Linked DNA regions of Mus musculus: regions 1, 2, 3, 4 and 5 are each linked to region 6. Evidence: chromatin contacts called from public ChIA-PET and promoter capture Hi-C data. All regions are on one chromosome and are shown on one strand. The core of a region is the stretch at or near the end of the contact, and the rest is flanking DNA. Distances in the headings are between cores, read along the strand shown. Region 1 holds the start of Chit1 (chitinase 1 (chitotriosidase)). Region 2 holds the start of Ppfia4 (protein tyrosine phosphatase, receptor type, f polypeptide (PTPRF), interacting protein (liprin), alpha 4). Region 3 holds the start of Tmem183a (transmembrane protein 183A). Region 4 holds the start of Csrp1 (cysteine and glycine-rich protein 1). Region 5 holds the start of Btg2 (BTG anti-proliferation factor 2). Region 6 holds the start of Ube2t (ubiquitin-conjugating enzyme E2T).

What was found. Promoter capture Hi-C pulls out the DNA fragments that hold promoters and counts their contacts. ChIA-PET counts read pairs in DNA pulled down with a chosen protein or histone mark. Capture Hi-C pulls out chosen DNA fragments and counts their contacts.
Region 1: a contact with region 6 is called in a promoter capture Hi-C map of erythroid cells, with 5 times the contacts expected there. The contact joins the promoter of Chit1 here to the promoter of Ube2t in region 6. A contact is called at or near these places in 1 of 39 promoter capture datasets (erythroid cells) and 1 of 115 datasets of contacts at active chromatin or transcription factors (bone marrow-derived macrophages).
Region 2: a promoter capture Hi-C map of embryonic stem cells shows a contact between it and region 6, with 4 times the contacts expected there. The contact joins the promoter of Ppfia4 here to the promoter of Ube2t in region 6. A contact is called at or near these places in 2 of 39 promoter capture datasets (cranial neural crest and embryonic stem cells) and 3 of 484 Hi-C or Micro-C datasets (CD4 T cells and embryonic stem cells).
Region 3: a contact with region 6 is called in a promoter capture Hi-C map of pre-B cells, with 5 times the contacts expected there. The contact joins the promoter of Tmem183a here to the promoter of Ube2t in region 6. A contact is called at or near these places in 14 of 39 promoter capture datasets (the 3T3-L1 cell line, the C10 cell line, the HPC-7 cell line and 9 more), 5 of 484 Hi-C or Micro-C datasets (CD4 T cells, the G1E-ER4 cell line, the HPC-7 cell line and 2 more), 4 of 115 datasets of contacts at active chromatin or transcription factors (embryonic stem cells, memory CD8 T cells and stem cell-derived neural progenitor cells) and 2 of 9 other capture datasets (adipose tissue and embryonic stem cells).
Region 4: a contact with region 6 is called in a promoter capture Hi-C map of liver, with 2.1 times the contacts expected there. The contact joins the promoter of Csrp1 here to the promoter of Ube2t in region 6. A contact is called at or near these places in 1 of 115 datasets of contacts at active chromatin or transcription factors (bone marrow-derived macrophages) and 1 of 9 other capture datasets (liver).
Region 5: a contact with region 6 is called in an RNA polymerase II ChIA-PET map of memory CD8 T cells, with 26 read pairs. The contact joins the promoter of Btg2 here to the promoter of Ube2t in region 6. A contact is called at or near these places in 3 of 39 promoter capture datasets (embryonic stem cells, erythroid cells and pre-B cells) and 1 of 115 datasets of contacts at active chromatin or transcription factors (memory CD8 T cells).

The regions. Positions count from the first base shown.
Region 1 is chr1:134,108,625-134,113,550 of GRCm38.p6, forward strand. Chit1 (chitinase 1 (chitotriosidase)) reads left to right here and starts at 2,618. Exons shown (of 12, transcript NM_001284525.1): 1 at 2,618-2,738. It also overlaps the pseudogene Gm8618.
Region 2 is chr1:134,342,099-134,346,836 of GRCm38.p6, forward strand. Ppfia4 (protein tyrosine phosphatase, receptor type, f polypeptide (PTPRF), interacting protein (liprin), alpha 4) reads right to left here and starts at 2,618. Exons shown (of 29, transcript NM_001374777.1): 1 at 2,495-2,618. It overlaps Tmem183a (transmembrane protein 183A), which reads right to left. Exons shown (of 8, transcript NM_020588.2): 8 at 3,999-4,738.
Region 3 is chr1:134,358,744-134,363,416 of GRCm38.p6, forward strand. Tmem183a (transmembrane protein 183A) reads right to left here and starts at 3,256. Exons shown (of 8, transcript NM_020588.2): 1 at 3,019-3,256; 2 at 2,791-2,880; 3 at 2,014-2,181. The coding sequence starts at 3,127.
Region 4 is chr1:135,726,807-135,731,293 of GRCm38.p6, forward strand. It overlaps Csrp1 (cysteine and glycine-rich protein 1), which reads left to right and starts at 2,361. Exons shown (of 6, transcript NM_007791.6): 1 at 2,361-2,468.
Region 5 is chr1:134,076,875-134,081,753 of GRCm38.p6, forward strand. Btg2 (BTG anti-proliferation factor 2) reads right to left here and starts at 2,281. Exons shown (of 2, transcript NM_007570.2): 1 at 2,038-2,281; 2 at 1-829. The coding sequence starts at 2,179. The coding sequence ends at 495.
Region 6 is chr1:134,960,131-134,964,939 of GRCm38.p6, forward strand. Ube2t (ubiquitin-conjugating enzyme E2T) reads left to right here and starts at 2,435. Exons shown (of 7, transcript NM_026024.3): 1 at 2,435-2,656.

The DNA.
Region 1 (4,926 bases), core at 1,368-3,867, 850 kb before region 6:
CCTAGCGTTGTATAGAAACCGAATGCATCAGCACAGTGACATGGAGGAATGTGAGTACTATGTCAAAAACCAGGGTCCATAAAGGATAAACAGGATATTTTGCCAGAGTCTTAATTTTATCAGAGAGGGGGAGGGGCTCCCTTTGGAAGTAAACCAGAAAAATGTACAACTTCAAATAAATGTTGAAGAAGATATGACCTAAGAAAGATTTCTGGGCTCTACTCTAAACTTGTGAACAAGGATTGTCTGGCCAAAGGTTGATGTCTGCCTCTGGAAATCTTTAATAGACGCATGTGAGACTCTGATGCCCACCAAGAGCCGGCTCTGAGCCGAGAGTGCACAATATACTCCACTCTCGGCTTCTGCCCCTGGCTGGCTTTCAGATGCCTGAGACCCTTCTGAGAGCATCTCAGCACAGTGGATTCACCAGGGTAGCCTGCCTCAGGATCTGTTAAGTAGACTTAGTTACAGGTCCTTATAAGGGGTGGAGGGTATCTGTTCTCTAGATTCCCAATCAGCCCTCATAAGAAGTTTCTAGAGCCGGGCGTGGTGGCACACACCTTTAATCCCAGCACTTGGGAGGCAGAGGCAGGCAGATTTCTGAGTTGGAGGCCAGCCTGGTCTACAATGTGAGTTCCAGGACAGCCAGGGCTACACAGAGAAACCCTGTCTAGAAAAAAACAAACAAACAAACAAAAACAAAAAACAAAAAAGCTTTCTCTTAGGCCCGTGGCGCCCGCAAGATGGGCAAGTGTCGTGGTCTCCGAACTGCCCGGAAGCTCCGCAGTCACCGACAGGACCAGAAGTGGCATGATAGACAGTACAAGAAAGCCCACTTGGGCACAGCCCTGAAGGCCAATCCGTTTGGGGGCGCCTCTCATGCAAAGGGAATTGTGCTGGAAAAAGTAGGGGTTGAGGTCAAACAGCCAAATTCTGCCATCAGGAAGCGCGTCAGGGTGCAGCTCATTAAAAACGGCAAGAAGATCACAGCGTTCGTGCCCAATGATGGCTGCCTGAACTTCATTGAGGAAAATGATGAAGTTCCGGTTGCTGGATTTGGTCGAAAAGGTCATGCTGTAGGTGATGTTCCTGGAGTCCGCTTTAAGGTGGTTAAAGTAGCCAATGTTTCTCTGTTGGCTCTATACAAAGGCAAGAAAGAACGGCCAAGATCATAAAATTTGACAATGGAAACATAGGAATAAATTTTCATATTCTGAAAAAAAAAAGTTTCTAGCTGATTCTGGGAGTCTGGTGGGGTTAAAAGTAAGAGTATGACGATGGGAATGGTCATGGTGGCTCAAGAGAAGTCATCGCACATCCCAGACTATCTGGGTTTGGAAGAAGAGGGGCTGGGGGTGAGTGAGGGTGGGTGGGTGGGTGGAGGTGGGTGTTGTGTATGTATGTTCCAGACTCCACTACGTACTGTACGTACTGTGCTTCTGAGGCTCCAGTTAACAGTCTTCTCATGGTAAGATACATACATCTTCCAGTATTCCCCACCACACACACACACACACACACACACACACACACACACACACACAAAACCCTGGAGGACTACATTTCCCAGACTTCCATCCACTTAGGTATGGTCATGTGACTGGGTTTGTCCAATTAGCAGCAAATGAATGTATCAGGGCAGTTTCTTCTTTTTAGTTTGTTTCTTTGAGATTCACCACCCCCCACACACACGGTTGGCCATATGACTATGAAGTCAAGGACAAGTCTAAAACTACCTAGCTGCTCTGTGTGTGTGTGTGTGTGTGTGTGTGTGTGTGTGTGTGTGTGTGTGTGTTGGGGATTTGAGTCTGAGGGTTCTTATGCCCACACTCCCCTACCATAGTATGTGGGTTTGAGTCCCTCTGTGTTCCTCTGTACCTTCATCAGCTATTGCATGAGAAACATTACAGCCATCTCTGCTTAAGGATGGAAATCATTGTGCCATTGGGTGCTTCTCCTATTGAGCAAACAATAGTGTGTGCCTACTCACGCCTAGATGATGTCAGTCAGCTGCCCTGCCTGTCAGCTACCCTGCCTGGCCTCTTGCTGTAGTCAAGAGATATGGTAACCGTGAGCTGGATGGGGTGGCATACTCAGGACGTAGCAACATATGGCTTGTAGCAAGCTTTAAAAAAAAAATAGCAGCAGTTAGGGGCTGGAGAGTTAGCTCAGTGGTTACGGGCAATGTTTGTTCTTCCAGAGGATCTGGGTTCAATTCCCAGCGCCCACATGTCAGCTCACAATTGTCTGTAACTCCAGTTCCAGAGGATCTGACATCTTCAGACAGGCAGGCAGACCAAAAAACCAATGCTCACAAAATAAAAATAAATAAATTGGAAAAAAAAAAAAAGCTGGGTGGTGGTGGTGACACAGGCTTTTCTTTAATCCCAGCACTCAGGAAGCAGAGGTAGGCAGATCTCTGTGAGTTCAGGTCTTCAGCTAGAGTTTGAGAATAACCAAGGTTACACAGAGAACCCTTGTCTCATAAAAACAAAGCCAAACTGTGGTAGTGTGGATTGGCCCAGGGAGTGGCATTACTAGAAGGTGTGACCTTGTAGGAAGAAGTGAGTCACTGTAGTGGTGGCCTTTAAGATCCCCCTAGAGGCCGGAGGATGTCAGTTTCTCCTGACTGCAGTTGGAACAAGTTGTAGAGCTCTCGGCTCCTTCTCCAGCACCAAGTCGGCCTAGACAGTGCCATGCTTCTCACCATGATGATGATGGATTAAACCGCTGAAACTGTAAGCCAACCCCAACTAAATGCTTGCTTTTATAAGAGTTGCCTTGTCTCTTCATAGCAGTGGAAACCCTAACTAAGACAGAAGTTGGTACCAGAGACTGGGGTATTGCTATGATAGGCCTGACCATGCTTTTGTTTGGAGGGTGATATGAATGGTGCAGACCTTGCTCAAGGGGTTTCAGAGGAGAGGAATTTTAGTATGTTGCTTGGAGAACATTCTTATGAAGTTATGCTGAAGAACGTGGCTGCTTTTTGCCCTTGTCTGAAGAGTCTGCTTGAAGCTAAGGCGAAGGCAAAGAAAGAGAATCAGATTAATTGCATTGACAGAAGAAGTCTCAGAAAAGCCCAGCATAGACTTTGTCCTCTGGTTCGCTCCCATGAAGAGTGTTTTGATCAAGTGTAGCAAGCTTAGAAAGGAAAAATACAAAATGGGCATCGGGAAGTGCGATGTAGGTAAATCCTGTGTTTGAGGAGATAAACAGATTAAGGGAGTGGTGATTTTCAGCAAGCTACGCTTATTGCTTGTGTGTTTGCAGTTGAACAACAGATAGTTAACCTTGTTGAGACTGCTATTGACTATGGGGACTTTTGAAGTTGGACTAAATATATTTTGCATTCTGTTAATCTGGGTATGGCCTCCATAGACTCATATGTTTGAACAAGTTTATGGGGCTAGGGGGTAGAATGTGGTGGTTTGGATATGCTTGGTGCAAGGAATGGCACTCTTAGGAGAGGTAGAGGAAGTGTGTCACTGTGGGGGGTGAACTTTGAGACTCTCCCCCAAGTGACCTGAGGATGCCTTTCTTGACTGCAGTTGGAACAAGATGTAGAACTCTCAGGCCCTTCTCCATCACTATGTCTGCCCACATGCTGCCATGCTTCCTACCATGATGATAATGGATTAAACCTCTAAAACTGTAAGCCAGCCCCAGTTAAATGTTTGCCTTTATAAGAGTTGCCTTGGTCATGGTGTCTCCTCACAGCAACGGAAACCCCAACTAAGACACAAACAAACAAACTAGTAGACCTGTGCCCTAAAATGACAATTAAAATAAATCATAACCGATGTGGCCAGAGCTTTCACTTGTCCACCTAATAGACAATGCCCAGACAGCTATCATCACAGAGTCTCAGGGGGCTGGTGGGTTTAGAATTGAGTGTCACATGCAGGAATCAAGGACTTTACTGTGCTGGTTGAGGCAGGGAACCACACCATGGAAAAGAAGCCATGGGTACACAGTAGCTCTAGAAAGAGGTCATTCTCTGGGGCTTCCCTCCTGCCCACAAGCAGCACAGCCAAGCCCTCCATCTGTGCCACTGTGGGGCTGTAAGGAACCAGGAAACAGCACTGACTCCCACTCACTCCATAACCAATACCCGGGGGGTGCAGAGAAAGAGGCTCCATTTTAACCATCAATATACTTGTTTGTTTTAAAAATCCTGGGGCTGGAGATGGCTCAACAGTTAAGAGAGTCACGCTTGCTCTCATGTCATGTAGAGTAACAGAGTTCAGCTCACAGCAGCCACAACAGTGCAGCCCATAGCTGCATGTAGCTCTAGCTCTAGGGGATCCAGTGCCCTTTTCTGATCTCCACAGGTACCCACATATATGGGCACACACCCACGCACAGACTCACAAACAAAAACAATAAAATAAATCTTTAAAAAAAAAAGCACAAAGACATGAAAAAGGATAGGGAGACTTGAGTAGGATGCCACAATAATTGGCCACTGTGCCTGCCTGTGCGGTGGGACAAAGAACACTGCATCTGGTATTGTCTGTAAGGGAACATGGAGAGAGGACAGAGAAAACTCAATATCCATGGGCAACAAATGACTAACTAGTCTCACAAGTAGCTACAAGAGCAGCTGCTGGAGACAGGATTGTAACTCATGGTGTCAGAGAGATTGAAACGGGAGAGGGTTTGCCTCCAGGGGCAGCATCCTGAGAAACCCGAAGGCCTGAATATCCACAAAGAATCTGAAGCTTAGAATATATCTAGGCTTTATTCCCCAGGAATTTTAGCAACCAGAGTGGAGAGCTGAAAGAGCTAAGAGTTCAAGACCAGCCTGGAGTACGTCCTTTACACGCTTGCTGTCCTTGTTTATAAGACACAGTTGCGACTGCTACCTGACAAGGTTGTGTGCCATGGAAGGACATACGACACTGGCAGTCTGCGGCGTGCCTA
Region 2 (4,738 bases), core at 1,368-3,867, 620 kb before region 6:
GTGTTGTGAGGGAGGCAGCAGCCAGGGGTGGATAAAAGTGGATCCTTAGGGTCTGGTGGCCTCAAGTCTCATGTAACCCTCTCTTAGAGCCCCTTGTCCCACTGCTGCCTGCCTCACCAGCTAACTCTACCTTATTAACGTCCTCAGGTCCTTAGGGCCCCTTCCCTCTTCAATAATACAGAGAGCCCTTCTCAGACTGGAGAATTCACAGGGGTCGTGGTCCTGGGACATGGTCCTCAGCATAGGACCACAGCCTCTCTGTGTGTTCTTGACTCTGCTGGACACCCAAAGTGCCACACTCCAGTGAGCCAGCACCGTATGCCCTCCAGAGCTAATTATAGGTCAGTGAGCTAGCAGGCCAGAGAGGGGACAGATGGTGACTTATGTGGTTGCAATACACACTTGTCTCTCCCTCTGACCCCAGTCCCTCCCTCCATTTCTTCCAATTCCTTAAGTGGAACCCAGACTCTGGGGCTGGTTTTGCTCTCTCAGTCTTTCTCAGTCCTCACTCCCAGTGCACACATTTGCACAAGCACACATATGCACACTATGAATGTATTGTACACACACACCTCTATACTGCTCGGCCAGTATAGCCCACCATGTTCTTAGAACAAATCCTTTACCAACTTAACATAGTACAGCTCTTGGAGGCCCACGGAGAGCATTTCAGCCGTAACAAAGCCTCAGTTAACTTCCCTGCACCTTAAAACCCCGTTGGCACCCAGTCCCCTGGCCCTCCTGAGCTTCACCCCTGCCTCATCAGCAGCACAGTCCAACTAATCACCCTCTCCCCAGCTCTTGCTCTGCTATCCTCAGAGGCTCAGAAAGGACCCACAGCAAATCCTCCTCACTCTTTCCAATTCTAAGGTTTCAGTCATCACTCAGAGAGGACCCACGAGCCTGACTGCCGGCCCTACTCCGTTCCTCCAATCCTTCCTTCACAGGCCAGCTGCTGGGACAGAGCTCATATACTGACATCATATACATGCTCAACATGACATGCCCAACGGCACAGGCCCAAAGCATCCGATGAAAACTCCCCTCACACCACGCTCCTGCAGCCACTCATTTCTGGAGAGGGTGTCTTCACTGCACAGTGTCTAGGGCCCCCAAAGCCCCCCAACCCAATGTGCTATCCCTCGTCTCATTACTTTGGGACATCATTTATCTTGAGAAGCCTCCTCAAATCTTAGCCCCAAATCTAAGAAAATAGCCAATATAAACCATTCAAGCTGTCATTTTTACTAAAGACTATCTGGCCAGTTAACAGAGGTGTGGATTCTGTGGGTTAAGATCCGGTTGGCTTTTTTGTTTTGTTTTGTTTCTGCCATTCCACTAACAGGATAACTAAAATGTATATAGGGGAATGTGTGCCTATTTCGGGTACCATCTACCTGCTCCATGGCCTTTAACAGCTTTTGGATAGGCAAGTATCTATCTCTCTAGTATGGTGTCTGGCATGTAGTAGGTGCCCAATAAATGTTTACTCAATATTGAATAAAGTACTAAGAGCCAATTCCAACAAGTCTGGAAAGGACTGCAGGGAGTCCCTGAAACCTGGCTCCTGGAACAGCCTTCTTAAGCTCACACCAGGAGGGACTCATCAGGCTAAGCACAGCCCCCTTAACCACTTGCTCTCCACGAACAAGTACTGAGGAGCTGCCTCAACTCTCCTCCTCTCCAACACATCTCTCCTCAAAGGTGACATCAGCACCTAGTGGCACTTAGTGCTAGATCCCTCCTCCTTCTCAGAGAAACCACCTACAACATATTTCCAAGTCCTCCAGGCCAACCTCCCTTCCTACCAATCATAAAACCCTCAACACCCGTGCTGGGAAATACCCCTACTGTGTTCACTAATCAACCCTATCATTCCCACCCCCACCCCAGTTCAGTAATCTCTATTACGAACCTCTTTTCCTGTTGCGCCCACCCTCATCCCCACCCCCAACCAGGCCCTCGGCTGGCCATTCCTTCCACCCCACCGCCCCAGCACTGCGGAGATGGGGGCATCTCTGGTACAGCCTGACAGTTGAAGGAATGCAGAGCTGGCGATAGTAACCAAGGGCGAAAAGAGGCATGCGGGAAGGAGGAAGACCCCCGGGAAGATCGAAGACTTCAGCCTCTCACCAGCGCTCGCCCAAAGAAGCAGAGTTGGCCCCCAAGCCCAGAGGCGCTTTTGCTCTGACTCTCCTGGAGAGGATGAGGGGGCGCAGTCCACCCGGCTGCCCCCTCCCAGAGAGAGGATGGAGCTGAGGGCGAACTCCACGCCCTCCCTGCAAAACGGGCATCGACCCCCATCCTCATCCCCAAGGGCACAGGGCACAGCAAAGGCGAGGGGCAACGAATTCCGCGCCCCGCAGAGATACATCCAGACCAGAAGAGGCTGTTTCCCAAGGCGCACTAACAGAGACTCCTCCTCAAACTGTTCAGGGGAGCTGGAGCTGGGAAAAGGGGTATCCTTCCCCGCGGAGTGGCTGTGGGTGCTCACCTGCGTGGAATCGCCGAAGGCCCAGCGGTAGCAGGGCGCCGCCCCCGACCTCGGCAGCGCGAGGCGTCCTAGAGGCAAGCCTGCAAAGGTAGCTGCAGCCTCCACCGCCCAGTACCGTGGCCTCAAGGACCCGCCCCCTTCCTCCGCGGATACCCTGGCCCCACCCCTAAGGGCGGGGCCTGGCCATATCCCCCGAGGCCACGCCCCCACGCCCGGGCGCTCCCCAGCCCTGGTTCGCACGTGACAAGGGCGCTGCTTTGATGCTGTGCGCCATCTTGGTCGAGCCTGAGAGGGCAGGGCAAGCATTTAATCTGGTAGATGTTCTGGCCCTAAAACTTGGAATGCAGAGCACATCCCTCTTTTCCTCTGTTGAACTCACCTTCCTAAGTCTAGTCTGTTCCCTAAATGGCCAGTCGTCTGTCGCCCTTCACACCTGTTCTCGCTCACATATTTTTAAGTGGAGAAACTGGAAACCCAGATACTCTTGTATTGTAGTATGTGCCTCAGTGAATTGTGACTTGCTTTTGGGCATGTGACTGCCCTAACGCTGTTACTACAAAATGAAGTGTTTGTCTGATACATACATCCTATGAAAACATGCTCAAATGCCAAAATTCTGACAAATTTTAGCTAAACCGATTTTCCTGAATTGTTCCCTTTCCCTGCCCCCGTGGCTATTAATGTATCTTTTCCATCTGGTTTGTGAAATTTCATTTCAGTGCCTACTCAAATCCTTCACAGATACCCCATAAGCACTGTTATGAGTGTGAAGAACTGTTTTGGGTTTGGTTTTTTTTTTTTTTTTTTTTTTTTCTCCCTTTTTAGGTTTTTAAGACAGGGTTTTTCTGTGCAGCCCTGGCTGTTCCGGAACTATGTAGACCAGGCTGGCCTCCATCTCCTAGATTCACCTGCTTCTGCAGGCTGCCTGTGCTGCCACCACCCAGCAGCAGTGAACTGTTCTATATACAATGTGCACATAGGCAGTTACAGATATATACACATCTTGCAACAGTGTCCTATAAAGGCTGAAGCTGAGGTCAGTTAACATAGCCTTTCATTCCCTCTCTCCCAATATATCCAATTTTCCTTTCATCTTTAGAAAATGGCAAGGAAATTAATTCTGATAGGGGTTGAGAGGAGCTGAATCTGTTATTTGTCTGACACTCTGAACAAGAATATATACATCAAGAAGTGAAAAACATTAGTCAGTTTTTAAACCCAGAGCCTACCAAGTTTCAGTCGTTCTCTAGGTGGACTAGTTTTTACAAAAAGGCAATCCTTGACTCTTCACACCCTTCCATTAACAAAACATGAATAATGCCAGAAAAGGCAACTCAGCCAATGCTGAGGAGACTGCAGCCATGGTAACCATGAAGAACCATTTTACCAAGTGTTGGCAATGTGCTAAGACCACAGCAGAGGCAGCAGGAACTTCAAAGGGAGGCTATAGCATCTATCATCATACCATGGAGTTTGACATAAAAACTCACAAGTTGAGCCAGAAAACAATTAAGCCACATTTATTTCACCCACTCAGGGTAAACCTAAATGGGAGACACACAATCCACAAGGACAACTTCCCCTGCTCCATGGCATCTTTTGTTCAGGGAACTCCAGACTCTGTGCTTCTTTTCTTCTGCCTCTAGGCAGCTTCTGACTGCAGAGATCTGTGGAGGCTTACTGTCCTAGGGTTTTTGTTTGCTTTGTTAATTAAGTACCCAAATTCTGGTGGTTCTTTTTATTGACCCAGGCTCACTATCTGTTCAACCAGTGACAGCATGCCCCTCAGTGTGGGTACGGCTGCTGTCAGCAGCAGCATTAAACAGATGCTTAAGAATGGTCTTTAAATAGCATGGGGTGGGGAAAGATAAAAACCAACATACTCATTTAGCAATTTAGCTCACAAAAGTATCCACCCCACAATATTTTTATGTTTAAAGAACATTTTCTGTCTTTGTCCTGTCTGGTGACTCACCCAACAACTCCAGGCAGCTAAAGTAAGAGGATTAAGTGCAAGGCCAGCCTGGGCTACACAGCAAGACCCTGTCTCCAAAGGACTATTTTTGTGGGGCAGGGAGGCTGGACTGCAGCGCTACAGGATGAACTCCAGGTCTTGAGTAGGAGAGCATTGTCTTAATGAGCATCTCCTGCCACATCCAGGTGGGAAAGGAAGCAGTAAGACTTTCTTCTTAGCAAAAGAAATAAACAAAACCCCACCCACATCCTTTTCTCAGAGCATGCCAG
Region 3 (4,673 bases), core at 2,006-4,505, 600 kb before region 6:
CAGTGCTCTTAACCATGGAGGGATCTCTGGAACATTCCGGGTCTGTTGGATTTTTAGCTCTTCAGACAGGGTCTAATGTAACTCAGATTAGCCTCCAACATGTAGCTAACCTTGGCCCTGGACTCCTGGTCCGCCTCCACCTCCTGAGATTACTTGCTGGCTAACAATAGTATTTTTGAAAACTATCTCTCTTTTGAGGGTATGACACTAAAACATTATAGAGATAATGATATATAGAAATTGCTCAAAATTGAAACATAAATAGTAATGAATTTATAGCTGTTGCATAGTGGTTATAACGACTTCATTAAAAACTAAAGGATAGGGACAACCAGACGGCTTTGCAGATAACAGTGCTTGCAGCCAAACCTGACTGAGTTTACTCCCTGGAACTCCAATGATGGAAGGAGATAACTATCACACTGTCCTCTGATCTCCACCTTTACACCCAGGTATGCTCAACTCTGTTATCCTACCCCCTATACACACACAGTCAAAATAAACAGATAGACAAAGAAATTTTAAAATTATTTTTAAGAGAAAATAATCAAAGTAGATGTACCTTAATAGAGAGAAAATAAAGCAAAATAAAAGAGAAATGATGTTCAAGAGTGTACATGCCACAAATCACTTGTCTAGTAAGTGATTAGATCCTGACTATGTGAAGGGAGTCTTATAATGCAATATTTTAATTTAAAATGAAGAAGCAAAGAAAAGCCAGGCATAGTGACACACTCCTTTAATCCTAGAACTCAGGAGGCAGAGGCAGGCAGATCCCTGAGTTCAAGGCCAGCCTGGTCAGTTCTAGCACAACCAGGGCTACACAGAGAAACCCTGTCTCGGAGGGAAAAATGTTCCTATGCTACTGTTAGAAACACCAAATGGCACAGCCACTTCACTGATTCCTCAAAAACTTACACACAGATTGCCATACAATCCAGAAATTTCATGCACTCATTACCTACTAGAAATGAAAGCATTTACCCAGGCAAGACTTATCCCTGAAGTCATAACACAAAGTAGTCAAGTAAAAGGCAATAAAAGCTGGTACACATGCCATATGGATGAACCTTAAATACTTTTAAGCCATATGAAAGAAATTAGACCAGAAAAAGTACGTTATATCTTAAGACCCAGCATCTGGGAGGCAAAGGCAGGCATATCTCCGTGGATTTGAGACCTACAAACCAGACTGGTCTACAAAGCAGTTCCAGGATAGCCAGGGCTGTTACATGAAGAAACCCTATCTCAAGGAAAAAAAAAAAAAAAAAGAAGAAAGAAAGAAAAGAAAGGAGAAGGAAAGAAAAGAAGCGAAGAGAAGAGAATATTGTCTTGAAAAGCCAAGATGGTTTAGAAGTTGTTGCCCTTGCAAAAGACCTGGGTGTGGTGGGTCTCAGAACCCAAATCAGAGTTCACAACCATCCATCCAACCATCCAACTCACAGCTCCAGTGACAGATCTAACGACCCCTTCTGACCTGAGGGTGCCAGGCATACAAGTGAAGCACACACATACATGCAGACACTCATATTCAGTTCCTCAAAAAAAAAAAAAAAAAGTAAATAAACAAAACTTAAAACGTTAAGTCGGAAATTTTCTGGAAAATGTGTACACACACGCACACACATATAATATGTATGTATACATCCCTAACAGAATTTTAAAAAGTGTAACTAATGTTGCTGTTAATTTTTGTATCATGGAAAAGAAGGTTATGGGGCTGGAGAGAAAGCTCAGCAATTAAGAGCACTGATTGCTCTTCCAGAGGTCCTGAGTTCAATTCCCAGCAACCACATGGTGGCTCACAATCATCTGTAATGGGATCTGATGACCTCTTCTGGTGTGTCTGAAGACAGCAATGGTGTACTCACACAGACTAAATAAATCTTTAAAAAAAAAAAAAAAAGGTTATCACCGACAATCACTAGTTCCTTGTAGATCTCCCCTCACATTGAAGAGCGACAGCATCCATCACCACAGACAGAGCTCAGTGCTCAGGAAAGCAACCCGTACCTTTATGTCTCTTGCTCTTCTTTTTTCTGGAGACTGATCTTTCCTGAGTGCTTTCTTCCTGGGCATCCATCTCATCACTGCTGTCCAGGATGTCACATGGCTCACCCACCCCGGAAAGAGCCTCCTCGGCAGGAACCTGGGACGCTTCCAAGCCACAAAGAGATTTTACTAGGAGGAAACAAGGAGAGAATGAAACGCACTTGGTCCCATCTGCAAAAATCTTGAAAGCAAGACAAACATAACAAAAAAAAAAACAAAAAACCCAATATGCCAAAGAAATGGAAGTCAACTGCATGGTAAAATATGCACAAACTACCAAAAAAAAAAAGGGGGGGGGGACTGGTATCAAGGAGTGGCAGTGGAAATTAACGAGTACAAAAAGTTGTGTGGGATTTTGTTCTTGTTTTGGTTTGGTGGTTCTTCTGAGACAGGACCTCACACTTGCTAGGTAAACCAGGCTAGCCTTAAACTCACAGAGATCCACCTGTCTCTGCCTCCCCAATGCTGAGATTAAAGGAATGCCCACCGCAGCTGGTCACAAAGTTGGTTTTAACTCAAAGAGGAAACAAAACCATTTCGGCTCCGGAACCTGCTGATCCTGGCTACACACACCCATCCCATCCAGGATACGAAACGAGAAAGTAAACAGTGGGAAGAGCAAACACGTTCATGACCCAAAGGTCAGTAGAAAAAACACCGGGACGCAATTCCAGGTAAATACAACACCCAATGCTGTCTCTTAAAAGCTTGGGCCTAAAAAGACCCACGAAAGCCTACCTTCCTGCTGAATAGCGTTGGCCACGGCTTTCTTGACCCGTCCAGACCTCACCACCGCCGGATCCGAGTTGGCATAGTCCGCCACGGTCACTGAAACAGAGCAAAGCGCCAAGGCCTCCTCAGACTCGAGGCAAAGTCTCCGCCACCGCTCCCCGCCGGGTCCCGCCGCGCCCGCCCCGGCCGCCCAGCCCGCCTTGGCCGCCCAGCCCGGCCCCGCCCCTCGCCCACCTCGGCCCGAGCAGGCGTCGTGGGCCCGGAACTTGAGCCGCTTTCCTCTCTTGGGCATGGTGACGGTGTCCCGATGAGGCCCGCCTAGCTGGCCGGAGCCCCGGGCCATGTCTCGGCCCCGAGAGCCGGCTCCCGGAGCCGCAGAGCACCTCCACCCGGCTCTGCGGCCATCCCCGCACCGAGGCCGCGGCTATCGCGAGGACTTCGGCGAGGGCTCTGGGTCCCGTTGATTGCCGACGCCCCTCTCGGGGAGCCAATCGCCTCCGGGGCCCGGTGACGTCATCACCCGGCGCCCTCAGCCGCAGCGGAGGCCAGGTTCCCAAAGCGGAGCGGGCTGTAGGACGGGGAGTGCGTTGTCACCGTCTTCATCACCGTCTTCTCTGGGGCGTTTGGTCCTCCAGACCGCGTTCTTTAGAACTAATAATTTACATCGTGGTCCACTTCAGCATCTAGATTGCATATATCTTGTTTTCGTCATTCTCTCTTTCCCACTTACGTCAAGTAACCTGAACGTAAATATCAAAGCGGTCGCTATAATTTTGCTTACAAAGGCTTTGAAATTCTCTCTGCAGATCAGTGGCTAACTCCTGTAATCCCAACACAGAGAAAGGATCAGAAGGTGAGAGTCATCCTCGGTTCGTAGCCAGCTGGGCTACAAGAGATGCTGCCTGAAAAATGAGTAAATGTCTGAATTCTCAAAGTAGAAGAGATTCTTAAAAGGTTTCCCATCACCATCATCCGAGCAAATTCTAGAAGGATAGATGAGAACATATAATTCCTTTGTATTAAAAGAGAAGTCCCGTGTTGTGTCTTTTTTTCTTCTAATTCCCTTTCAGCTCCCAAAGTGTTAACAGTCCCTGGCTTAAGAAACAGTCCTTTTGACCCAGGCAACCCAACTGGCTAGATCTACTCAGAGAGTGCCCTATAAGACACCTCAAAGGGGTCTCCATTTTATTCTACCTAGTACTGTGCACAGAAGTTCATAAAGAGCAAACCACATAACTTACTAGAATTATGAAACAGTCTACCACCAGGGATCATAGAATAAGGCTTGGATCACTTGGGAATGATAACTGAAACAACATAATTGGTTATAATCATGCTCTAATTTATCTAGAATTATAACAGGAAGCAAAGGTCTAACAGCCTATAATTGTTCTAAATAATTTTCCATGTATACATAATTAATGTCTGTAGTTGAGTTCAAAATACAGCTGGTCAGCACAGAGCCTTCTCATCTCACGTTACCAGTAAAAATTTAATGAGGCTTTCATGCATGTAGATCTCTGCTCATGTGACACTCTTTAATACTCACACCCAGGAGTCCAAAGGGAATCAAAGATGCAAGAGACTCAGGCCCTATTAATAAACCACTAACTGCTTTAAAAACATAAGGATTTTAGCTGAAATGTTCTCTCATTTTAATCCTTTGGAATGAAAAACATGCTAGTTACACCAAAAAAATTTCTCTTTCAAATTTTGATTGAAAAAAATCTTAAACAAGATTTCTTGGAGTATTTAGCCAATTTAGAGGAACAAAGAACCCATACGTCTTTTATTCCTCATTTCAATAAAAAGTAACAAGTGGAGGCCTAGGAAATGCTTACTCTAGAAAGTGCTTGCCAAAAAAAAAAAAAAAAATGCTTGGCAAGACT
Region 4 (4,487 bases), core at 1,111-3,610, 770 kb after region 6:
GAAAAGTCCACAGACATACTCACAGACCAGTCAGATGGAAAGGATTCTTGACTTGGGTTCCCTCGCCCCAGGTAACTCTGGGTCGTTGACAACCAAAATTTACCAGGACAGTAGGGCTCTCTTGAATGGTGAGTTGAGCTAAATGGGTAGACGTGACTTATGGGAGAAAGAAAAACAAAATCAAAAACAAAAAAACAGGCCAGATAAATGTCTCATCTTCTGAATCATGAGATGCTTAGCTTTATTCCTGGAAGAGAGTAAATTCAACAACCCAGCTCTATCCCTGACTTGTCTCTCTTTATTTATAAAACTGGGGAATGACGTCAGAACTGGGGGATGAAGCTGTATACATACTAGCATGTGTTCTACCCCTGAGCTATATCCACGGCTTACTTTTGATTTTGTATTTGAATTTTATTCATTCATTCATTCACACACACACACTCTCTCTCTCTCTCTCTCTCTCTCTCTGTGTGTGTGTGTGTGTGTGTGTGTGTGTGTGTGTGTGTGTGCTTGTGTGCGTGGTGTTAGCAGTTGGTTAGGTAGGCATTCACAAGCCAGCTGTGTGAGCGGAGGTCACTTTTGGGAGTTGGCTCATTCCTTCTCCTGTGGGTTTTGCACAGCAAGCTCCCTTACTTGCTGAGCCAATTCACTGGCCCTTTTTGTTTTGAGTCAAGGCTTCGCTAAGTCCACAGACTGGCCTTTCAATAGCTCTGTAGCTCAGGCAGGTCTTGAGCTTGTGTTCTTGTCTCAGCTTCCAGAAGAGCTGGGATTGCAAGTCTAGTGCCACAGAATCAAGCCCCAGGGCTTTAAAGGAAGCCCACGAGGGTCTGAGCCCTGGAAGAGTGAAGGAGATAGCAAGCTGTACCTAGAGATACTTTTGAGATGGCCGCCTAACACATGTGACTGTTCCCCAATGAACATAGCACGCATCTCCTCTGCGAAAAGTGTGGCAGGCAGGAGAGGTCCAAACAGGCAAATCCACACAGCATGTGACATCATGCTGCAATTTGAGTGTGGCTTAGTTCCTGACACTGCCTGTGCTTGGTGAGAATAATGTAATTCAGCCAGCAATGATAATAATGATCCAACCTGCAGTGATGACGGCAGTCCTCAAGTCCTTTTGATCTTGTAATAGTAAAGAATAATGATGGTGGGAACTAGCTCTTTTAATCTTAACGTCACAGGGAAAACTCTGAGTTCAAGGCCATTCTGGTCTACATAGTGAGTTCCAGGCCAGCCAGGGATACACAGTGAGCCTCTGTCTCAAACAAAATAAAAACAAAAACAACTTTACAGAACACAACAAATAACAGTAATTATCCTATGAAATAGAAGAGGGCCTCCTTTGAGGCTCTAACACTCCCACCCATAGCCCCTGTTACTAGGAACATAGTTTTCCTTGCAGATTCTTCACTTCGTTAGGTCCCAAGGAAAGTGTTGTGCTTCTTGCTTGGAGCTGTTTGTACCCATAGTGAAAATGGGCTGGGCTGGAGACATGGCTCAGTGGTTAAGAGCACAGACTGCTCTTCCAGATGCCCTCTTCTGGTGTGTCTAAAGACAGCGACAATGTATCCACATACATGGAATAAATTAAAAAGAAGGAAAGAAAGAAAGTGGGCCTTCCGTTTTAAGTCCCAGGGGCATCAGTTCACCTCTAGGATTGGATTTCTGGACAGGCTGCTCTGCGGACTGGGAGCAGGTGGGCCCAGTAACACATATTGTTAATCACCCCAGAGGCAGTTTTCAGTGGCTTGAGACTGTGTTTGTCATTCTGTAGGTTAGCCCAGAGGAAGATCCACTCAGGAGCGGTAGAATGATCTCTTGTGGGTGGCAGGGAGATGGGGAAAGCAGAGGGACAAGAGCCCCTGGAGGAGGGCAGCTAGGCTAAGTGCTCCCGGGTGTTATAGTATCTCATCCCCCATCACATCTCGGTGGCACATAGCCCTTTTACTGATGAACCTAAAGCCAGCTGTCTGGCAGAAGTAAGTCACAGGAAGTGGGGCCTTGCTTGTCTTATTCTGGAGTGCAAGTTAGTCCCCTTAACATTGTGCCATCGGAACCCGAAAATTTAAGGACCTTCACTCTCTTCCCTAGGGGGCCCAAGTTTATCTTTAGTCTGATCTCACAGTTAGGTCTCCGCTTTCCCACATGGCAGACCAGGAACCTCTTAACCCCATCCCTCACCTCTGTGTAAAGATTTGCCCCCAGAGATCGCCATAGGGTGCAAAGAGAAGTCACGGCTGGGGCGGCAGCCACGCCCGGGCTCCCGACCCTAGGTTTTGGATGGGGGAGGGGACAGCTTCTCCGTGACATCAGCCCTGTTGTGGTGCAGTGTGCAAAGCCTACTGGTTGGCGTGGCGCGGGAAACGCCTTCCGGAGGGGGAAACAAAACGGCGCGCACTCCGGCGCAGCCAGTCACCGCTTCCCTGAGAGCTGTCGCCCGTGCGCCTCCCAGCAGCTGCCAGGTGAGTGTTACCCCGGGTGGTCCGCCTCGGGTCCCCGCAACTGCCGGAGCGCCTGGGTCGCACCCTGCGCCTATTGGTTTTTCCGGTCCTGTCGCAGCCCTGTCGCTTGCAAGAAAAGTTTGTAGGAAGAGTGATCCCAAGAGGGAGGTGGTGGGAAGTGGCTAGAGTTAGCTCGGCAGTGTTTCCCTTTCCTGAAAACTCTGGGTCCCTCCCCATCCCGGGGCTTCCAGGGCAGCTGACTTTCGCGTGCTCTAGACCCAGGGTGACCCTGCCCCCCACCGCCTGCAGGTCCTACAGAACAATCAGCGATTCTGTGGGCCACTGACACTCATTGTAAAGCTGAGGGATGAGGACATCCGTGCCACCCCTTTCCTCTCTCTCTTTTCCTGAGAGAAAGTGCCCGCGAGTGTGTGTGTGTGTGTGTGTGTGTGTGTGTGTGTGTGTGTGTGCATCTGGCTTGGTAGCCCCAGAGTGCAGGTATGAGTTTTCTTTTTTCCTGAAAGAACCAGATGGAAAAGAAAGTCTTGGTGGCAGGTGAGGACTACTGAGATCTCAAAGAGCCAGCAGGGGAGTAGAAAGGGCCTGAGAGCGAGTTGCAGTGTCAGCCAACAAGCTGTTATCTATCTGACAGGTGTTTCATCCAAGTGGCACAGGTCTGGGTCTATTCTGCATGTGCTGCTGTGATCCGTCAGAGCAAGGGTCTAGACTGGGAGCAAGTACTTGATGTCAGGACCATCCCACCCACTTGTCCCACCCACTTCTTACCTCCTGTGGTGCATGAATGGACGGGCCTCCCCACCTTGACAGGACACTGTAATGGGACACCATCACTGCATGCAAGCGGTTCACTTGCCTTTGGTGGGACATTTATCATGAGACTCTGGAATCTTGGTGACAGGGTTTCTGAAAGGCAAGCAGACTGAGTTTTGACTCAGATTTGACACTTAATACACGGATGACCTCGAACAAGTGACACAGCTCAGTTTTCTTCTGGGCCAGTACTTTTTGGAGCACATATTACACACACACACACACACACACACACACACACACACACACACACACACACACACCCTGGCATCCTGCAGAAGCTCAGAGGACTGGGGCTGTTAGTACAGTTGTCTCTGAGCTAGGTTGGGGATTTCCTTCAGGACTGGGCCCTAGGGCTTCCTCCCTGCCTTCTGATCCTCTCACCAGGCCTCTGCTTAGGAAGCCAGGCCTCTGTGTTGGGGAGAGGCTGGTCTGGGCACTGCCTAAGCCTCATTGGAGAATCCAGCTTGTCACTGCACAGAGAGACCCTTTGCCTTGGCAAGGATATCCGGGGTGGGACGGTCTGTCAGGGAAGTAAGTTTATCCTGCAGAGGGTGTGGTGTTGGCCTGAGGAGGTAGAGAGGAGAGCCATGCCCAAGGCTCAAATGCCGAGGGATTTGGGAGATTGTAGGAGAGAAACTGAAGGGCAGGTCTCCTGCTCTGTGATTACCTGCAGAGAAAATGTGAAAAAGCTGCCTCTGGCCTGCCCTAGCACCGGTCCAGGTGTTGTCTTTTGTAATTCACAGACTCCAGAACCAGTCTAGTCCTTCCTGGGTCAGAGTTGCAGGCTGAGAGGGTAATGTTTGCACTCGATCCATGGTAAATCAACACTGGGTGATTGAAGGTGGCTATGGTGGCACGTGACTGTAATCTGGCACTTGGGAGATGGTGGTGGGAGGATCACAAATTGGAGTCTAGCCTGAGCTAATATCTTAAAAAAAAAAAAAAGACAACAACCAGTCAAGAATCGAACACTGAGTGGATGAGTGGAGTCGTAAATAATCACCAACCTGTTTTTCCATGACTTCAGTGTTTACAGGTTTTTATTCACTGTGGGTCTCCTGGTGGAGAAAGCGAGTTGGGGAAGAAGTCTTCTGGTGAGCCCCAAGGTTCATTTATGCAAGCAGGGCTCACTGGGCAAGGTTGACTTGCTAGAAGCCTGAAGGAGGCATGGATTAAGTCCAAAGAGATGTTAGCGACAAAAAGCCC
Region 5 (4,879 bases), core at 1,031-3,530, 880 kb before region 6:
TAGGCAATGTAGTATTATTTAAGATCAGGCTTGAATGCCCCTGAGTAAGAGAGGGACCAGGCATACAGGCATCCCAGCTGGGACGGTAACCCAGAGCAGACCCTGACCCCTCTCATTCACAGTTGCTAACCTTGCTCCCTTCCACCACCTCCTGGGGGGATCAGCCAAGAATCCCCTTTTACCTTGGCTAGGCCAATCCCCAACCCATTCCCCTAGGCAAACACTGGCTCACAGATGCAATCAAGAACAGTTCTCTCCAAAGGCACCTGGGGAGGCCACTTCCAAGCAGCTCCCTTTAAAGAATTGTTTTTCTTTTTCTTTTTTTTTTAAAAAAAATCTTTTGGTTTTTTTCCTCTTTTCTTAAAAAAAAAAAAAAAAAACATGTATAAATAGCTCTTCATTTTAAAAATACAGTTCCCCAGGTTGAGGTATACGGTGGCCTGTTGTCAGGGCAGCATGAGAACAGTAGAGTGCCAGGGTCGGGTGGCTCCTATCTAGCTGGAGACGGCCATCACATAGTTCTTCGAGGGGCTGCTCCTGCCCAGCATCATCTGGTTCTTGCAGGTGAGGAGCCCATAGGAGGCAGCCACCGGGGCCTCCTCATACAGGACACAGATGGAGCCATCCTCCCCGATGCGGTAAGACACTTCATAGGGATCAACCCACAGGGTCAGCTCACTGGGCAGCAGCCGGTGCAGCTGGGGCTGGCTGAGTCCAATCTGGCTGGCCACCTTGCTGATGATGGGGTCCATCTTGTGGTTGATACGGATACAGCGATAGCCAGAACCTTTGGATGGTTTTTCTGGAAACCAGTGGTGTTTGTAATGATCTGTGGAAAAAAACAAGAGGAAGATGCGCCGTTAGAAAGCATTCTCTGATGTTTACCACAAGGGGAGGATGAGGGGAGAGGGCTGGGGAGGAGACTTCCTCTTCTCAGCGACAGTATTTAAGAGCCTCTCCTTAAACTCCCCCTGCCACTTAGAAAGATTCCTGGGTCCTTTCCAAGTTTTTGTACACTGGAAAGCAGCCCCAGAGCTTTCAGGTAGATGCTCTATGGTGGTCATGGATATTTTTGGCACAATCCTGTTTAAGGCAGGAAGGGCTAGCAAGAACCGGCAGGGCCTCTGACGACCAAGGCACTGAAATTTCAAAGCCGGTAGGTAAGCGGCCAATGTTGTTGGTTGCCCAACAAGTCACAAGGCCTCTCATCCCTTCCGCATCAGAAGAGTTTTGAGATCTTTAGCAAAGGTAAGGGGATAAAAAATGGTTTTGTTTTGATGAAACAGCTGTTGGTCCTCAGATCTGTGCCAACATGTTGAGAGATGGCTATCGCAGCCCAAGGCAACCAACCAGTTATAACAGCTGCGGACAGAGGCTAAAGGGTGGCTTATCACTCCTCCACCTCCGTCCCTCACACCCTGCCTCCATAACACACACACCCCCTCCCCGCCCTCGCAGTTGGCTAGGCTACCAGGCTCTTTTCTGTACTACAATAGGTGGCAGATGGTGAAGAGGGACCAAAAAAGAAAAAATACAAAGGGGGCCCAGATTACAACTTGCAGCGGGTAAACACGCGGCAGAATGGGCCTGTATGATGACAGGCTCAGGACTATACAGCAACAGTGGCTAGGACTCAAGAGTTGTCTAGAAAGTTCAATTGCGCATAAAAGTCGCACAGCTTGGCCTGGCTTCACATCCCCTGAGGGTCTGTTGTTCTCCAAGATTCGGAGATAAGGGTGAGCTCGGACTCTGAATACACACACACACTGACTTTTCTCATGGTGTTGTCAGGGTCTCAGAATGTACTCAAGGAAGAGGGTCGGAGCCTCGGGAGCGAGGCGGGGACTGGAGGGCTGGGAGACGGGGACTTAACCGAAGGGACAGAGGACCATCAGTGGCCTCAGAGATTAATTAGAGAAAGACATCTGAGACCCGGAGTTGTTCGCGTAGGGGTCCCCGTCACAGAACAGTGATAAAGACACCCCAGGCAAGAAGTGGCCGCGCCCGAGTGGTTCCAAGACCCCGACGTGTGCTCACCGGTCAGTGCGTCCTGGAGCGCCCTACTGAAAACCTTGAGTCTCTGCTCGCTCACGCAGCCCCGAGTCCTCAGGAGACTGGAGAGGAAACCCACGGCGGCGGCGATCTCCGGGAGCATGTCGGTTCTCTTCCCGTGGCTCATACCGGTGGCTGAGGAAGTAGCTGTATTAGAACGATGATGACGGTCTGGCCACCTCTCGGGCTCTGCCCGGACTTTCCCCGGGCTGCGCCTTTCATACCACTCGGGGAGGCGGGGAGCCGTCGGTGGCGCCCATTGGCCGACGCTGGCGGATGGGGGCGTGCCCCTCCGGTGTCTCGCCTCTCCCCTCCGCCTGCGCCCGCCCCTCTCCGCCCCGCCCGCCAGCTCGCCCGCGCCTCCCAGGCGCTGAGGTCATCGCTCACTGACGTCATTATTGGGAACAAGCACCGGACTCCCGTGCTGTGGGAGGCAGGCGGGAGAGGGCCTTGGACCTGGGCAGAGGAAGCGCGCTACACCGGGCATGCCCGGACGTCGTCTCTGCACAGCGCCAAAACCCAGGTTGCCTGCTGCCTCCTCCAGGATGCCCTCGCCGATGTTATTTCTCCCATGTCTCCTGACAGACACTGACAGAGCCGTTCACCCCCCTACCTGAACATCTCTGCCACTCATCCCCCCAGCTGATCAAAACGGGTTCCTCGTGTTTTCAGCAATGGGGATTGTATTCTTTTTGCTTCCATAATAATTCCACCTCCCCCAACAAATTCTGCTCTTCCTCTTCTGTAATTGCCTAAAAGTAATCAGCTCTCACTGTTTGGTGGGAGGAGTGTCGAGGAGAGTATTTTCTGTCCGTAGGGTTATTTTTCCAGCACTCACTTTCCTTTAAATGGCAGTGTCTGTGTGTGTGTGTGTGTGTGTGTGTGTGTGTGTGTGTGTGTGTGTGTGTGTGTGTGTGTTTAAGTAATCTGGTGTGAATTGTACAAAGTTTTCCATCAGTTCCCTGCCCCTCCCTCTTCCCTGATTGTTTTCCTTCCTTTTTGTGCACTGAGGCTTTTGTAAACACTAGCTCCCCAGAGGAAAGGCTTCAGGTCTGGCTTGTCTACACGCAGGGGCTCAGGGACTGGTGCCAGGAAGCTAGGCAGACTACTGAGTGGGGCAACTTGTCACCCACATCTCTGAGCCCTGCACAGGATGGGGCCTGAATTTAGCGCCATGGCTTGTGTAAAATCCTGTTTTCCCTGAGTTCTAAGCCAGGCTTCTCTCCCTGTATCCCTGGTCTGAGCCACCAGCTTCCCTACCTGGATCCTCTGTATCCACCCTACCCCATTTCCCTCTTCCCTTTTCTCTCCACTGTCTGTTTTGCTGCTTGTTTTTCTTCAGTGGACTTCCCATCAATACTTCTGTCCCTTTTCCCACATGCTCTATCCCTCCCTCTAAATGTCTAGTGCTCCCTCTAAAGCTACCTCCCTCCCTGTTCCCCCTTTCAGACAAAGCTACTGATCACTGTCCCTATAGCACCCAGACCCTCTTTTTGCTTCCTCAGACCTGGTCCCAAGACTGTTGGCTTCTTCATCCCTAAATAATCTCAGTGGGTTCCTTCCCCTCCCATGCCCAAAGCACCTTCCCGGAAAGAGTCTTTTTCTAAAGTGTCCATCTGCTTGCTCTTGCCTTGCTCAAACCATCTGAGACAACCCCTCCCCCCCTTGCCAGGTTGCCTGGACTCATTTGCCTGACCAGCAAGACATTTCATCATTTTCTACAAACGACCTACCTTTGTAGGTTCCTACCACTTTGTACTATAGGGTCCCTTTCGTCACTGTCAGAAGACAGTATCACGACAGCTCTGCCATCTGGGTCACAGAATTTCCCCCACTATTCACTTGTCTATAACATGGCCCTTATCTCACACACCATGGCTGTGTCTTTAACTCGGAGTACCTTCCTACCTCTTAGCCGCCAATGCATACTCCTGCAGATCCCTGAAACTTCACCTTGAAAACACATGCCATCCTCCCAATGCTGAACTGATGTTACCCCTGTGGTCACTTAGCTCATCACAAACTGGGGATCCTCCTGCCTCAGCCTTACAAGCAGGACCTCTCCCCCTGGCCCAGCATCAGTTTACAAGGGACTTGGGAGTGGGCTACTATGTTGTATGCCTCATATTTCCCGGACACCTCTCATTTTGAATGTTCTTCCTTCTGTTTCTCGGGGTGAATCAAAATGCCCTGGGACTCTAGCAATCTGGCATTAAACACACCCCTGGATGGCTTCTTCACTGCCCCTCCTCTAGGGCTGGGACAGGAAGGGTGAGGTGATTATTCCTGCTTTTTTTTTTTTTTAAACAGGAAGCAGGGCTGACCTTGTAGAAAGGTAACCTAGATGCAATGAACCAGAGAGGTCAGCTGTCAGCAAGGCCAGAATTGACCAAGGCTAGCCACCAAGGAAGGCAGCCGAATAGGTCAAAGCGCACAAGCCTGATCTGACTGGTTTGTTCAGTTCCTGAATTTGACACTCTTACTGTCATCTCCCAGAGTCTTTGGCTCGGGTTTGGTGTTCTGGGCCTAACATCCTATAACCAGATTAATGGAAAAAAGCTTTCTGCAACCCAAAACATCAGCCTTGTTTTTCTTTAACTCAAACATGCCCCTATGTGTATGTTCACATCTCTCTGCAGTTTATGCAGTGACCACTCAGTAGAGCCAGGACAGGATATAGCTTGCAGATTACAAATGTGGTGTTGTTGTCATTGGCTTCCCCAGTCCCTGCTGCTTGGCCACACAGGTAAGGTGTCCCCAACCCTGAAATCAATTCTAAGGCTAGGTGTGGTAGTAGCAATCACCTTTAATCACAGTACTCAGAGAG
Region 6 (4,809 bases), core at 1,185-3,684:
GTGCTTCTGGATCTGTGAGAGACCCTCTCCTCAGGGAATAGGTTATAGAGAAATAGAGGAAGATCCCCACCATGACGGACTCAGAAGAGCTACCAAGGTGCATCTGCTTACCTACACACTCAGGTAGACACAACCCACACATACCACACACTACACTCATCCACTGAATAAATAACTGGGCCAATCCAGATTTTTATCAAGTAATAATTTTCCATATTCATACTTTAATTGCAACATTAGAACACTCTACTTTTAAAGATAATGACAAGCTTGCCATGGTGGCACATGTTTATAATCCTAACACTTAGAAGACAGAGGCAAGAGGATTGGGAGTTCAAGTCTGGCCTTGAGGTCAGCTTGAGCTATATGGGACCTTGCCTCAAATGAACAAAATAAAATAAATAGTGATGATACCTAGGCAGGAGGATTGTTGTGAGTTTGAGGACAGCCTGGGGTTTAGAATGAGGCCTTTGCCAAAAAGAAAAAAAAATCCTAAATTAGGGTACACACATTTGAGCCAAGAACTTGGTAGGCAAAGGCAGACAGATCTCTATGAGGCCGGCCTGGTCTAAATAGCTCCTGGCCAACTAGGGCTGCATCGCGAGACCCTGTCTCAAAAAGAAACCCTAAATTAATTAATTAAAAGTTTAAAAATAACATTTAGAGCACTCTTGTTGGCCTCTATTCCCACCAGTTAACATACCTCCCTCTGGTGGACAAATGGAAACTGTGTCGATAGAATGGGACCCTTTCTCTCTCTGTCTTTTCCCTCCTTTCCTTTGATCCAACTCATTACGGTCTGTGCTATTTCTAAGAGACATTTTTAACTCTGTGTTTTTCAAAGAACCATCCAAGGAAGTTTCTATTTCAAGACAGGACTAATACGGTCACTGTCGGAGTAGGGACAAGAAAAGATGCTGAGGAGATTAGATATCATTAGATAGTATGAATGGCAGTAGTAAAATAAGCAGTAATCCCAAATGGTAAGCGAAAACACTTCACTGCAACAAAGAAATCCTAACCATGAATACAGAACCGCAACAGCAGACTGAAAAGCACGTCAGACTGTTGCATGACTATCGTTCAGAAGTCTGTAAGTTTGCAGAATTCACTATCTACCCTCTGGCTCAGTCCTACAACTAAATTGGGGAAGCCCAGAGCAGAGTCAGTCAGAGTCCTAATGAGTCTGAGGGTCTCCAGAAGACAAAACACACCATAAAAACCTCCATGAGGAACCAGCTGTAGCTTAACATCAGTTTGGACTAAATGCAGACATCACCGCGGTAGCCAAAATTATATTAGCTTCGAAGTTCAGAAAGACCGACTGCTAGGTCTATGCTATGGAGCTGTACAAAAAGCTAGGAGCAGTGAAAGAGAAAGGTGATTCCTTGATTGATTTCTGGTCCCACCCCCAGGGTTCCCAGAGTTGAAACCAATTCCAGTTCTGCTGAGTCTCAGGTCTTAAGCTTTCCTTTCTCTCCCAAGGACTACCCACTTTTGGCACTCGCAGCTGTGCCCTCAAAGCTGACTTGGCTATAATCATGCACTTGGTTGCTTAGAAAATACCTTTCTAGAGGTGGAAGAGCGCTTGAAAGTCATTTATTCCGTGGTTGGTGTGTGACTCAAAGGGATCAAAGGCTGGCACAGTATGTAGGAAGAGCGGGCTTGTTTTCAGGGAGAGGGAGGGGGAAATCCTTAACTTCCTCACAGTGCAGAGGATCTCTTGCGTTAACCCCTAACAGGTTGAAGCTTCCATATGAACATTTCCAGTGGTGGAGAAATTTACTCCATCCACTTTACTCTTCAGAGTCCTGATGGAATGCTTTGTTCACCAGAATTATAAATTAAAAAAAAAAATCTTTTTTCATCTGGAGGAAATCTATGTACCCAAGGCTGGTCTCAAATTCTCACCTTTTTATTTCAACATGCCTGCGCGACCGTGCTCGGCTAACTTGTATCTTTAGACTACTGATCTTAAATGAAGTTGTAAAGTTTCCCCTGTCATTGCTTAAAGCCTGGGTGACCTGGTAGCCATTGGGAAGCTGCGTAGGAGTGCCAGGAGTCTCAGGCTAGCCTGAGCTACATAGCAAATTCCAAGCTAAGCAAGGGTTGCATCGCGAGACCCCGTTCCACAGAACCACAACAAAGATATAAAGGCAGCTACTCAGCAGTCACTTCTCCAGATTAAGCGTGTCCAGTTGCCTTTTTTTTTTCCTCTCCTGTAGATGACTTCCCAGCCTTCCCAGCTCACAGTCGATTTACAAACAAGACCACAGCGGGAACTGAGAATTCCGGATACGCGTGCGCGCGCCAATTTGAGCGGTGCGTGAGCGGACGCAAGCTCTGAGCGGTGGCCAATAGGCGGGCGCGCGCCTCCCCCAGGTTTGCTGCGGACCAATCACAGTCCTCTCCTGGAAGGGGGTGGAGTCATTCCAACGGTCTCCGCGGTTCCGCGTGAGCACAGCAGAGGCGCGCCGCGGTAAGTGGGGCTGCTGACGGGTGCTGCGAGTGCCACCTGAGGGAACGAGCCCGAGGTCACGGAGAGTCTGGGGAAGGAGTCCCGTTTCTACCCGAGCGGCCCTGGGAGGAACACGGCGGGGAGAGCGAACCGCCCTGGGCGCGCCAAGGCTACCTCCAGCATCTGCCACCTACCCAGGTTCTGTGCATTGATTATTTATTTACCTCAGGCCTGGGACACAAAGAATTTTACGAAGAGTCAGTGCAGTTGTAAAAAGCTTACGTTTGCGGGGAGTGGTTACTGGAAAAGAGGCTAACAACGCCGGTTTAAAAAAAATTAAAAGGAAAATATCTTTTGAAGCCGTAGTGTAAGGAACTCTGTTATGGTTGTTTGGTTGAGGGTTTCGTTTTGTTTGTGAGACAGGTGTCGCTGTAGCCCAGGCTGACCTGGAACTGACTTCTACCTAGGCGCCTCCAGTGTCTATGCCCCCAAGCCCCGGCTCTGTGAAAACCCTTTATATTCATAAAATACATGATAACACATGGCTTTTATACCAAAGGACTTTTTAATTTTTTATTTACTTTTCTTGTATATGAGTGTTTGTCTGCATGTATGTATACACACCACGGGTATGCCTGGTGCCCTCGGAGGCACAGGACGGTGTTAGTTATGAGATGTCAGATGGATGTTGGGAATTGAATCTGGGTCCTCTGGAAGAGCTGCCAGTGCTCTTAACAGCTAAGCCATCTCTCACCCGAGAAGACTTTGTATATACCAATTGTTATCATAGTCTCATGGCTTCTTTGAGAGAAACTGCCTTTTTCCCCCTCGTTCTAATTTGATTAGCATGCCTTTCCACTATGTTCTTATTTTATATAAAGATACAGTTTACAGTTGTAGGTAGTTTTATTGTAATTGATTGCCCAAAGACAACTTTGAGGAGAGCGTTCTCTCCTACTGTGGATTGCTGGGATTGAATCAAGTTGTCAGGCCTGTGCAGCAAGGGCTTTAACCCGCTGAACTGTTTTTCTAGTCCCCTGTATTTACAAGAGTTTTGTTTCGTTTTACTGAAAATAGTCCTTCAGATTTCTGTATAAAATAGCAATGCTTTGGCTGAACAAGTCATGGGGAGAAAGTCAGTAAGCAGCAGCCCTCTGTGGCCTCTGCATCAGCTCCTGCCTCCAGGTTCCTGTCCTGTTTAAGTTCCTGGCCTGCCTTCTTCCTTCAGCAGTATACTGTGATGTAGAAGTGTAAGCCAAATACTGCCCCCCCACCCAACACACACAATGCTTCCCTCACCCCACCCCCAATAACAAGGCTTCATTAGGCTTAAAACGATAGAGGCTGAGCACATGGCTTAAATCCCAGCAGAGGCGAGCAAATCTTTAAGTTTGAGGTCAGCCTGGTCTACAAATTGAGTTCCAGGACAACTAGGGCTACAAAAAGAAACCCTATCTTAGAGAGACAGAGAGAGTTAAGAATCAAAACACTGTAAATTAAGTTATTAAGTTATTTTGAGATTTTTCTCTGGTATGGAAGGGGAGTCAAAGGACCCGTTAATTTTATTTTTATGTTGTATTATGAATGTTTTGCATACATGCATGTATGTGCACCACATACATGGTTATGAGACACCATATGAGTGTTGGGGATCAAACCCAGGTCCTCTGCAAAAACAGCAAATGCTCTTAATCAGTGGCCCTGCTCCAGCACCCTCTTATTTTTATTTTATTTTTATTTTTCTGACAGGATCTTATATGTACCCCTGGCTGGTCTAGAATTTGCCTTGTAGACCAGGCTGGTATAGAATTTTCAGTAGTCCTCCCCTTTATTTGGGGGGGGGGTAATGGGGTGTAGCTGAGGAGATATTTTGTTTTGCATTTAATAATTAGATTTTTGTATATATAATCAATACATTTTTTTATTTCATTATTATTATGTGTATGTGTCACAGTACAGCAAATGTGGGAAGGTCAAAGGACAAGTTAACAAGAGTTATTTGTCTTCTCTCTCCCCTAACCAAGTGCTGGGATTATACTCATGCACCTTCTCACACCACTTTTTTATTTTAATTTATTTATTTATTATAGCTCTCTCTGGCCTCACTCTCTCCAAAGATTGATTGATTATATTGATTATATGTAAGTACACTGTAGCTGTCTTCAGAGGCACCACAAGAGAGCATCAGATCTCATTATGGATGGTTGTGAGCCACCATGTGGTTGCTGGGATTTGAACTCAGGACCTTCAGAAGAGCAGTCAGTGCTCTTAACTTCTGAGCCATCTCTCAGCCCCCCTCACACCACTTTTTATGTGGTTTCTGAATTAAACTCAGGTCTGCAAAATATATA